3 separate regions of the Mus musculus genome follow, and regions 1 and 2 are each linked to region 3. A link is a contact called in public Hi-C and promoter capture Hi-C data. All regions are on one chromosome and are shown on one strand. Each heading gives the region's core, a stretch centred on a gene start, on an enhancer-like site or on the middle of the called end of the contact. The rest is flanking DNA. Distances are from core to core; before and after follow the strand shown. Region 1 holds the start of Rhpn2 (rhophilin, Rho GTPase binding protein 2). Region 2 holds the start of Cep89 (centrosomal protein 89). Region 3 holds the start of Chst8 (carbohydrate sulfotransferase 8).

Evidence for each region. Promoter capture Hi-C pulls out the DNA fragments that hold promoters and counts their contacts. A called contact is a pair of places that touch in the nucleus more often than the background predicts.
Region 1: a contact with region 3 is called in a Hi-C map of muscle stem cells, with 5 times the contacts expected there. The contact joins the promoter of Rhpn2 here to the promoter of Chst8 in region 3. A contact is called at or near these places in 1 of 484 Hi-C or Micro-C datasets (muscle stem cells) and 1 of 115 datasets of contacts at active chromatin or transcription factors (embryonic stem cells).
Region 2: a contact with region 3 is called in a promoter capture Hi-C map of embryonic stem cells, with 2.8 times the contacts expected there. The contact joins the promoter of Cep89 here to the promoter of Chst8 in region 3. A contact is called at or near these places in 1 of 39 promoter capture datasets (embryonic stem cells) and 1 of 115 datasets of contacts at active chromatin or transcription factors (embryonic stem cells).

Annotation. Positions count from the first base shown.
Region 1 is chr7:35,332,848-35,335,547 of GRCm38.p6, forward strand. Rhpn2 (rhophilin, Rho GTPase binding protein 2) reads left to right here and starts at 1,390. Exons shown (of 15, transcript NM_027897.4): 1 at 1,390-1,564. The coding sequence starts at 1,496.
Region 2 is chr7:35,395,739-35,398,438 of GRCm38.p6, forward strand. It overlaps Cep89 (centrosomal protein 89), which reads left to right and starts at 1,325. Exons shown (of 19, transcript NM_028120.3): 1 at 1,325-1,468; 2 at 2,252-2,358. The coding sequence starts at 1,430. It overlaps Faap24 (Fanconi anemia core complex associated protein 24), which reads right to left and starts at 1,029. Exons shown (of 4, transcript NM_178643.5): 1 at 475-1,029. The coding sequence starts at 580.
Region 3 is chr7:34,811,441-34,814,140 of GRCm38.p6, forward strand. It overlaps Chst8 (carbohydrate sulfotransferase 8), which reads right to left and starts at 1,271. Exons shown (of 4, transcript NM_175140.4): 1 at 906-1,271. Gm38987 (a long non-coding RNA gene) reads left to right here and starts at 1,268. Exons shown (of 3, transcript XR_881950.3): 1 at 1,268-1,736.

The DNA of each region.
Region 1 (2,700 bases), core at 140-2,639, 520 kb after region 3:
CTACCCTATGGGTTCCAGGGAATGGAACTCAGGTTGTCAGGCTGAGCGGCAAGCACTTTTATCCTCTGAGCCACCTCTGCAGCCATACTAACACCATTTTTGTTGTTTGTTTTTGTTTTTCGAGACAAGGATTCTCTGTGTAGCCTTGGCTCTGAGACCCGCTTGTCTCTGCCTCCTGAGTCCTGAAATTAAACGCCCCTGGCCCCTAAAACACTTCTTAAAGAGCATGAAAACGGTTGGTTAGTTTTGAAAGCCGAATCTGAGGTTTACACTGCGACCCACAGACCTCCAAAGGCAGAAGACAAAGGTGTTTTTTGGTGGTGGTGGCGGCGGTGAGGAAGGAGTCTACAGGCTGGGGGCTCTAGGCTCCTGCAGATGTAGCCCGATGTGCTACCAATATCCGACGCCAGTTTACCTACTCTCCAGTAGGAGGTTCCGCGAACCCCGAGCCTAAGGAACCCCCTGCTACTCCTGTACTAACCACATCGATACCTATAACACGAGACCAGCCAGAGAAAAAATCACTTGGGCTTGAGAACTGAGAAAACCGAGTTTGGGAACTCTGGCATCCTTAAAGACACCTGCAGAATTCCTGTGCACAAAGCCTGCTCAGTAGGTGGCCCCCTCTCCCGACGACTTCTGCTACCCAAGCGCTCGGAGGCCTCCTCTCCTGCAAACAGCTTTCCGTCCTTCCTGGCCAGAGCCTTTAAAAGCTTCCGAGCAGCGAATGAACTGGTCATGAATGTCCGCGTCCCTGAGTGGGAAAGCAAACGTATTTAGTTCTCTGCATTTACTATTCCTAGGGCTCCAGAGAAAGGGCGAATTTGGGTTTCGCTACGTTTGCTGAAACCCCGATCCCGCTGGCTGCGCCACCTTAACGCTCACAAGGTAGTGAGCTGTGAACAACACTCAGATTAAGATCGAAGGCTCAGCAAGAGCTCCATTCTAGACTCGCGGCAGACAGCACTTAACACTTGCATGGGGCAGGGGCGCGGTCTATACAATCAAGGGCAGGGCTTCAGGGCTCTGGCTTCAGCCTCGGGCGGGGCTGGAGGAGGACCGTGCGTGTTGTGGGCGGGGCCTTAGTTGAGCGGGGCGAGGCTACAGAGTTAGGTATCCGCCTCCGGTAGGACTGGATGGTGGAGGGGCGGGGCCTAGGCGAGATGGGGCGTGGCTCCAGAGATCAGGGGTGGGGCTCACTCTGGGATGCAGGAGGACTGCAAATGCGGGGGGCGGAACTGTAGGGCTTGGGATTCGCCTCTTGGGAGGCTGAAGGCGGGGCCTAGGTGGCAGAACTGAGTTCCAGGCTCGGGATCTGCCTAGGTCCAGGTCTTGCTAAGAGGGGCGGAGCTCCAGATATCTGGCGCTCTAGGGCTCGGGCGGGGCGGCAGGGCGGCTGGCTGGTCGGGGCGGGAGCGGGGGCGGGTCCCGGCGCCTCCTGGGGCCCTTAGTAGCCACTGCACCTCAGTTCACCCTGGACTCCCGCGCTGCCAGCATGACCGATACGCTGCTACCCGCGGCTCCCCAGCCGCTGGAGAAAGAGGGTGACGACTACTTTCGAAAGGTGAGTGGCGAGTCAACAGACCCTCTCTCTCTGTCCTGGCAAACTGCGGAGCGTGCTGAAGGGGCTTGAGGCGGGGGTCGGCTTGGACTGGAGGGGGAGGGGAAGGAGAAGGGAGAGACCCGCAGAGTTGGTGCGGGCCGAAGGGCGGAGAAGGGGGGTCGAAAGGGGATTGATTGCGCGGGGCTTGGAGCCCCGAGCAGATGGCAGCCGGGCTGGGGCGTGCAGGTGCACAGGCAAGCCACACGCAGGTGGGAACCTGGGGAGGTGATCCGGATGGCCCTGCCAGGCTTCTCGCGCTGGTGGGGAAAGGACCAGCTCCTGGCCACGCTGGCGAGCTCGGTCGGTCCCTCTGCACTTATACCGCAGCTCAGTTTCCACCCGAGCGCTTAGCCATGGTGCATCTGGAGGGCGAGTTTTGCTCTTTTGCCTCCCAAGTGCTTTCAGCGTTGGCCCCCTTCGACTTCTTGGTAAGGGAGAGTGGATGCTGCAAGGGGACCTCGGGCGTGCCCCTTCGTTTGTCCTCGCCCAAGAGAGCCAGAGAACCGGAGTCTCACTCTTCCAAAGTGGATTTATCTGTATTTGGTTGTCCGAGAGACCGAGAGGGCGAGACTGGACTCTGCGCGCTTGGCACGTCTTGGCGCTCCTGGGCAATTAATGCGACTGCCTTTCGCCCTGGAACTCAGTTCCTCAAAAGCGACCCCATTAGGCGCCCACAGCGGTGCTGGGATTGCCCAACAGCTGCTGGCTTTCAAAGGCACTTTAGAGGTGCGAATCACTGTGACAGACTCCTCACCTTCCTCTTGGGTCCCTAGAGAGTCTAAAAATAGCTTTTGGACTTTGGCCAAGGATCACCTGGTGGGTTGAGAGATTGTCGTGGATATTTTTCTAACTGATACGATCGAAGGCGCAGCGAGCAGTCATGAATAGGGAAGTGAAACTGCTTCCCACAGAGCAATCAATTCTTAATTGTTCGTAAATGGGCTTGGCAGCTTCCTTCTCCCGCGGGACTCTGGCATCTTAAAGAACTTTTGCTCACACGTGAAGTAGTAATAGAAAAGAGGGAAATCTGGAGACAGGTGGGGACAGTGGGCAATTTTTAAAGTTCCTTTTGGCATTTAAAAAAGTTTTAAAGTATA
Region 2 (2,700 bases), core at 75-2,574, 580 kb after region 3:
AGTGCTGGGATTAAAGGTGTGACCCACCACCACCTGTCCTAAACCTCCTTTTTAATAAAATAAAACCCAAAGATTTATATGTAGGTTTTGCTCGCATATGTCTGTGCACATGTGCAAGCCTAGTGCCCCCAAAGGCCAGAAGAGGGAGGAGTCTGACTCCTTGAGCCACCATGTGGGTGCTAGGAATTAAACCACGATCCTCTGTAAGATAAGCCAGTCCTCGTAACCACGGAGCTCTCTCTCCAGTCCCCTTTCATTTTAGTCTATGTAACTATTTTGAGACAAGTTCTCATAGCCCAAGCTGGCCTTGAACTTGCTATGTAGCCCCAGGCTGGTCTCTAACGCAATGATTCTCCTACTTCAGTCTCAGGAGTGCTGGGATTGCAAAGGAACATCACCATACCCAGCATTTCTCTCACTCTCTCTTTTAACGTGCTGGGAAGAAAGGGGTATGACAGAAGACAGCTCACTGACCTTGCATCTCCTGAGCCAGTTGGGACCCGCGCCATTTTTCACTAGCCACAATATGTCCTAGTGGCACGTGGACCGGACCGGTCCCATCAGGCGGGTTCCTTTCCATCCGTGGTTTTGGTCTAAATGAGGAAAATGCAAGGTCTCACTAGAGCAGGCGCTGTTGCACACAGTTCTACACGAAGTCGGGACCTCTTTGACAGGATCTGTAGAGTGGATTTTCAGGCACTGAGCTACTTCAACCGAAGTCTGAATTCAAGAGATTATTTATTTTCAAAATAAGACTGGGTCTTCTTATCACGCTTGGCTCTGTACTGATAGTTGACTCCAGCTGGACTTGAACTCAGCAGCCCAAGTGCTAAAATGACAGCCGGGCGCCACTACCCCGAGCTAAACCCGGGAGATTTCTGTTTGAGTGACTCCGTCCCTCTTTGTAAGCACCTCCCTTAGCTCTGGTGTCCTAACAGGACGCTTACGGTGGCTCTTCCATTCGGTCCCTGTCCTTCTATTCGGTTCCTGTCCAGGGCTACAAAGGCAGGGAAGCTCACTGCGCCGGGGTCTAGAATCTCCGTGGACCTCACCTGAGGCCCTGCCACTTCCGGGTTCCCACAGCCCGGGAGCCCTCTTTAAAATTCTGACCGCCCTGGCCAGCGTTTTATTGGGTGATAGGTAAAAGATGGGCGTCTACTATAGCCAATAATCGAACGGAAGTCTCAGCTTGCTTCCTCTCTGGCTGGAATTTGAATGACGCCTTGCTGGGTTGTCAAGAGCAACGGGTGGCAGTAAAATTGACTCTGATAGGCTGAGACTCAAAACAGAGCCAATGTGAGACATGCTTGTTGTAAAGTCGGGGGTCCGCGGGAGCTAGGCTGTGGGGAGCTGTGCAGGCTGCGGGGTCTACCTTCCAGCTAGTCCAGCGCCTGGCGGCTCAACCCGCAGCCCTCAGCTCTCAGCCAGGATGCTCCTCAGCTTCCGCAGGAACCGCCGGAGCCAGTTCGTGAGTAGTTCCAGGCCTTCGAGTGCGGTTAAAAAAAAAAAAGATTTATTTATATGAGTGATCTATCTGCATGTATGCCTGCATAGCAAGAGAAGGTGTCAGATCCCATTACAGATGGTTGTGAGACAACATGTGGTTGCTGGCAATTGAACTCAGGACCTCTGGAAGAGCAGACCATGCTCTTAACCACTGAGCCATCTCTCCTGCCTTCATGTGCAGGTTTTAAAGACTGAGATAGGAGCGAGGCGGGATCGCTATCAGGGAGCATTAAATTCCAGAAACCCAGACTAAATGTTCCAAAGAACCCTTCATGTCCAGAGCCTGCCACAGACAGGAATCTTGGCCTCCCTGTCAGGATTCTCCTCTTAGCCGGGAGTTCACTCCTGTCTTGGAGAAAACTTCCCCCATGAGTTGATTCCTTTCCTATTTAGGGTATATTAGCCCAGCTCACTTAGTTAATCCTCTCTGGAAAAGCCCTCCCACAGACACCCAAAGGTGTGCTTCATTACACGGTAGGTATAGATTAGCCCAGTTCAGTTGACAATTGAAATCGGTCAGGAAAGCTGCCGTGAGCAGGGAGGTGTGAATGAATCGGATAGCCATGATGGTGTGCCCCAGTGAGTGCCCTTGCCTCACCAATGGGGATTGGGAACAGCGGCAGGTGTGTGTGTAAAGACTCTTGTGGGGCCGGATCCCTAGAGTGACCTCAGTTTGGGAGGTGATGGTGGCCCAGGAGCAAGGTGATCTTCTCCCGGTGACCTGCCTTGGGTTTCATTTGTGCAGAACCACATCATCCATGGCTTCCTCCCCGCAGCCAGCATCGCTCCGAAGCCAGCGGTGCCACGCACACCCCCTCCTCGGAGCCCCAACCCTTCTCCAGAGAGGCCCAGGTAAGTCCCAAGATGAGCAGCACCGAGGGTCACGCCCGTGCTTGACCATCAAGTCCTGAATCCTGGAACTGATCACACTAGCCAAAAGGCCACAAGTAGAGGGCTAGACTATTACGCTCTGTGGTTACCTCTGCTCAGAGATGCACTAATATGGCTTCTCTGAGCATCAGTGGACTTGTCTGGGGTGTGGTACCTTCAATGGAAGATCTCAGATTTCAGGATTGGGTACAGTTGGTGCCTACTAAATATGAAGCACCAAATTTAAGTTAATCCTTCCATCCATCTTTCCTTCCTTCCTTCCTCCATTCCTTCCTTCCATCCTTCCTTCCTTCCTTCCTTCCT
Region 3 (2,700 bases), core at 21-2,520:
AACCCCAGGTGAGGGCCGAAGGGCCCAGAGACAAGATATACAACTAAAGTTAGGGTTTGGAGTACTGCGCGGGAAATAGAGAGAGGTCACTTGATGCCCAAGCGCCACCTCTGACCCTGCCCAAACCAGAGAACGTACATTCTCCTGGCCAGGCCATAGTATGAGCAAAACAGCCCCACGCAGCAGCTGAAGTTGCAACAGCCGCTAGCTAGGGCTGAGCTCGGTCCCGCTGTAAAGCAGATCATTTCACCATCCCCTACCCTCAGCCGCCTGAGGCTCCGACTCCCGCACTCGGGGACACACGCATACACACACCTCCTTGCGATCGCTGACGCACGCACACTCGCCGGGAGCACAAAACAGGCCGGGGCCCTAGAGAGTTGAGGGGTGGAGATGCGCGCGATGGAGCGCGGGGACACCTTGCGTCTCCTGGTAGGGAGCCAAGGTCGCTTGTAACTTCCCCTTTCGCCCTACGCACCCCAACTGGCCTCTAAGTCCCAGTTCCAAGCGCACACCAAAGCCTCGGCGCTCTGGACGCTCCAGCCCGGCCCTCGAGCACTCGTCGCTCAGCGCCCAAAGCAGCTTACACGCACCCAGCATCCAGGGTTAAGAAGAGGAGCGAAGGGTCCTGGAGGCGAGCCCTAGGAGAGAGAGGCAGTTCCCAGGCGCGGAGAAAACCAAGAATCCAAAGTCTAATTAAAGTTCCCACTCACGGGGGCTGGTCCCCAAAGTATCGCCAGACCCAAGCACCGCATGCCCCAACAGCACCTGCAGCTTAGGACTCTGAACCACGTCTAGTGGCGGGGTTTGCGCTCAGAACAGTCCCGGCATCATCCTGGGATTTCCAGGGACAACCCTTCGGGTGAACTATCAACATAGAGAGGGAACAGGGCGCAGCCACTTACCTGGCACAGCCAGCGCTCTCCAGGCCACGGGTTCCTCCAGTCCGGCGGGGTTCTCGGCGGCGGGAGAATCTTCCCTCCGGAGCTCTTGGGAAGCAAGAAGGATCTCCGCCCCAGTTCGGGCCAGGCTGCGTCTTTTTCCCGGTGTAGTCCAAGGTGCGGGGAGTGGGCGATCGGCGTAGAGTCGGCGACCGGAGCGCGCGGGAGAGGTTGCGGCGGCGTGCTCCTATTGGATCTTCTGCACCGGGTGCGTCCCCCTGTCTCTGCCGCCACCGCCCGGTCCTGTCTCTTCCCCGCGGTGCCACCGGATCCGGCTCACGCGCCGGGAAGGCTCCCAGCGAAGTGCGAGCGAAGCCTCCGGCAAGGCTGGAAATAGCGCCGCGCCCGCCCGGCGCCCCGCCCCCAGTCCGGGCCCCGCCCCACGGTGGAAAGAGGCGATCCCGGTGGCAGGGCAGAGATGGGGGAAATCTCTTCCCCGATCGCTCAGCCCTCTCGGGAGCTCACGGGCGCCACGCCCACGCGCGCTCTGCGGCTTCAGCAGCCCCACTGGCCGCGCGCTCTGTGGGAGCTGCCGCTGGGCGCGGTCGGGAGGCAGCGGGGGGGTGGGGCGGTATTGGCGCGGGCTGCGCCCAGCTCGGGGATCCCCGAGTGCTGGACTCTGGTCTGCCGCTTGACTCCACTCCGCAGCTTCTTAGCTGCCACTGCCCCAGTGGCGACACTGAGTAACCCTGCGCTGACCTAGGGAAAAAGAGAAGGCGCTAGCAAGCAGGGTCTTGGACCCAAAGCTGAGCGGCCGCGGGGCTTGCAAAGGAATTGGTGCGCAGAAAAATTCAGGTAGGTTCCCAGACTACAGTACGCGTGGAATTTGGACAAGGCCTGTCTCTTGTTGGCACTCACCACTAAATTTCTGGGTCTCAGTTAACCACAAGTGCCCAGTGAGCCGGATTCTCACTTAAGAACTTCATCCTTAAGCGTCGGTCTGGCACCAGCTTGAGGGCTGAAGCAAGCAACCTCTCCCCTCCCTCCAAACCCAGAATAAATGAGTGGGGAAACCTCCTACCCACAGCCACACAGTACAAGTGTAGAACCGGGACTCGGTTCCAGGGCTGTGGATTCAAATCTTGATTTTTCCAGAGAAGAGAAGCCCCGACCTGCAGGGGGCAATCAGACACTAGAAGGGAAGGCTGGGTGCGCATCTAGCAACCATTCTCAGCGGTGCCAACCAGTAAACAAGCCTGGTCTTGAAGGGACATACAGAATAAAATTAAACAAAACAAAACAAAACAAAACTGAAAAGAAGCTTCCAGTAAAACAGAGCGGTGGCTGTGGCCTCTCCCCTCCCTGAGTGGACTGGTTGGTTGGTTGATTGGTTGGTTGGTTGACCCAGCTCCATCCCAGATGGGTGATGAAGCTAAAGACTGAGGTGGATCTGTGGCCTTTGAGTGACCAGATAAGGGTGTGGCAGCCCTGATAAGGAGCAGAGATACTAACACTAGAGATGTGGAGGGCAAGGGAGCCTCTAACACTAGCAAGCTTGAAAGGCCTGAGTGGTAGTTGGGCTTCTTTAATGACTGCTGTGAACTCAGAGTATCCAAGGATCCTCTTCAGGGCAAGTGAGTTGGCAGTCAAGCATATGGTAGCCTTCCCTTCCATTGTTTTTGTTTTGTTTCTGTTTTTGAGATAGGTTCTCTCTGTGTAGCCCAGGCTAACCATGAACACATGATCTTCCTTTCTCAGCCTCCAAGTGCTTGGGTTACAGGCATGTAACACAACACCCAGCTACCTTTTATCCCTTTTT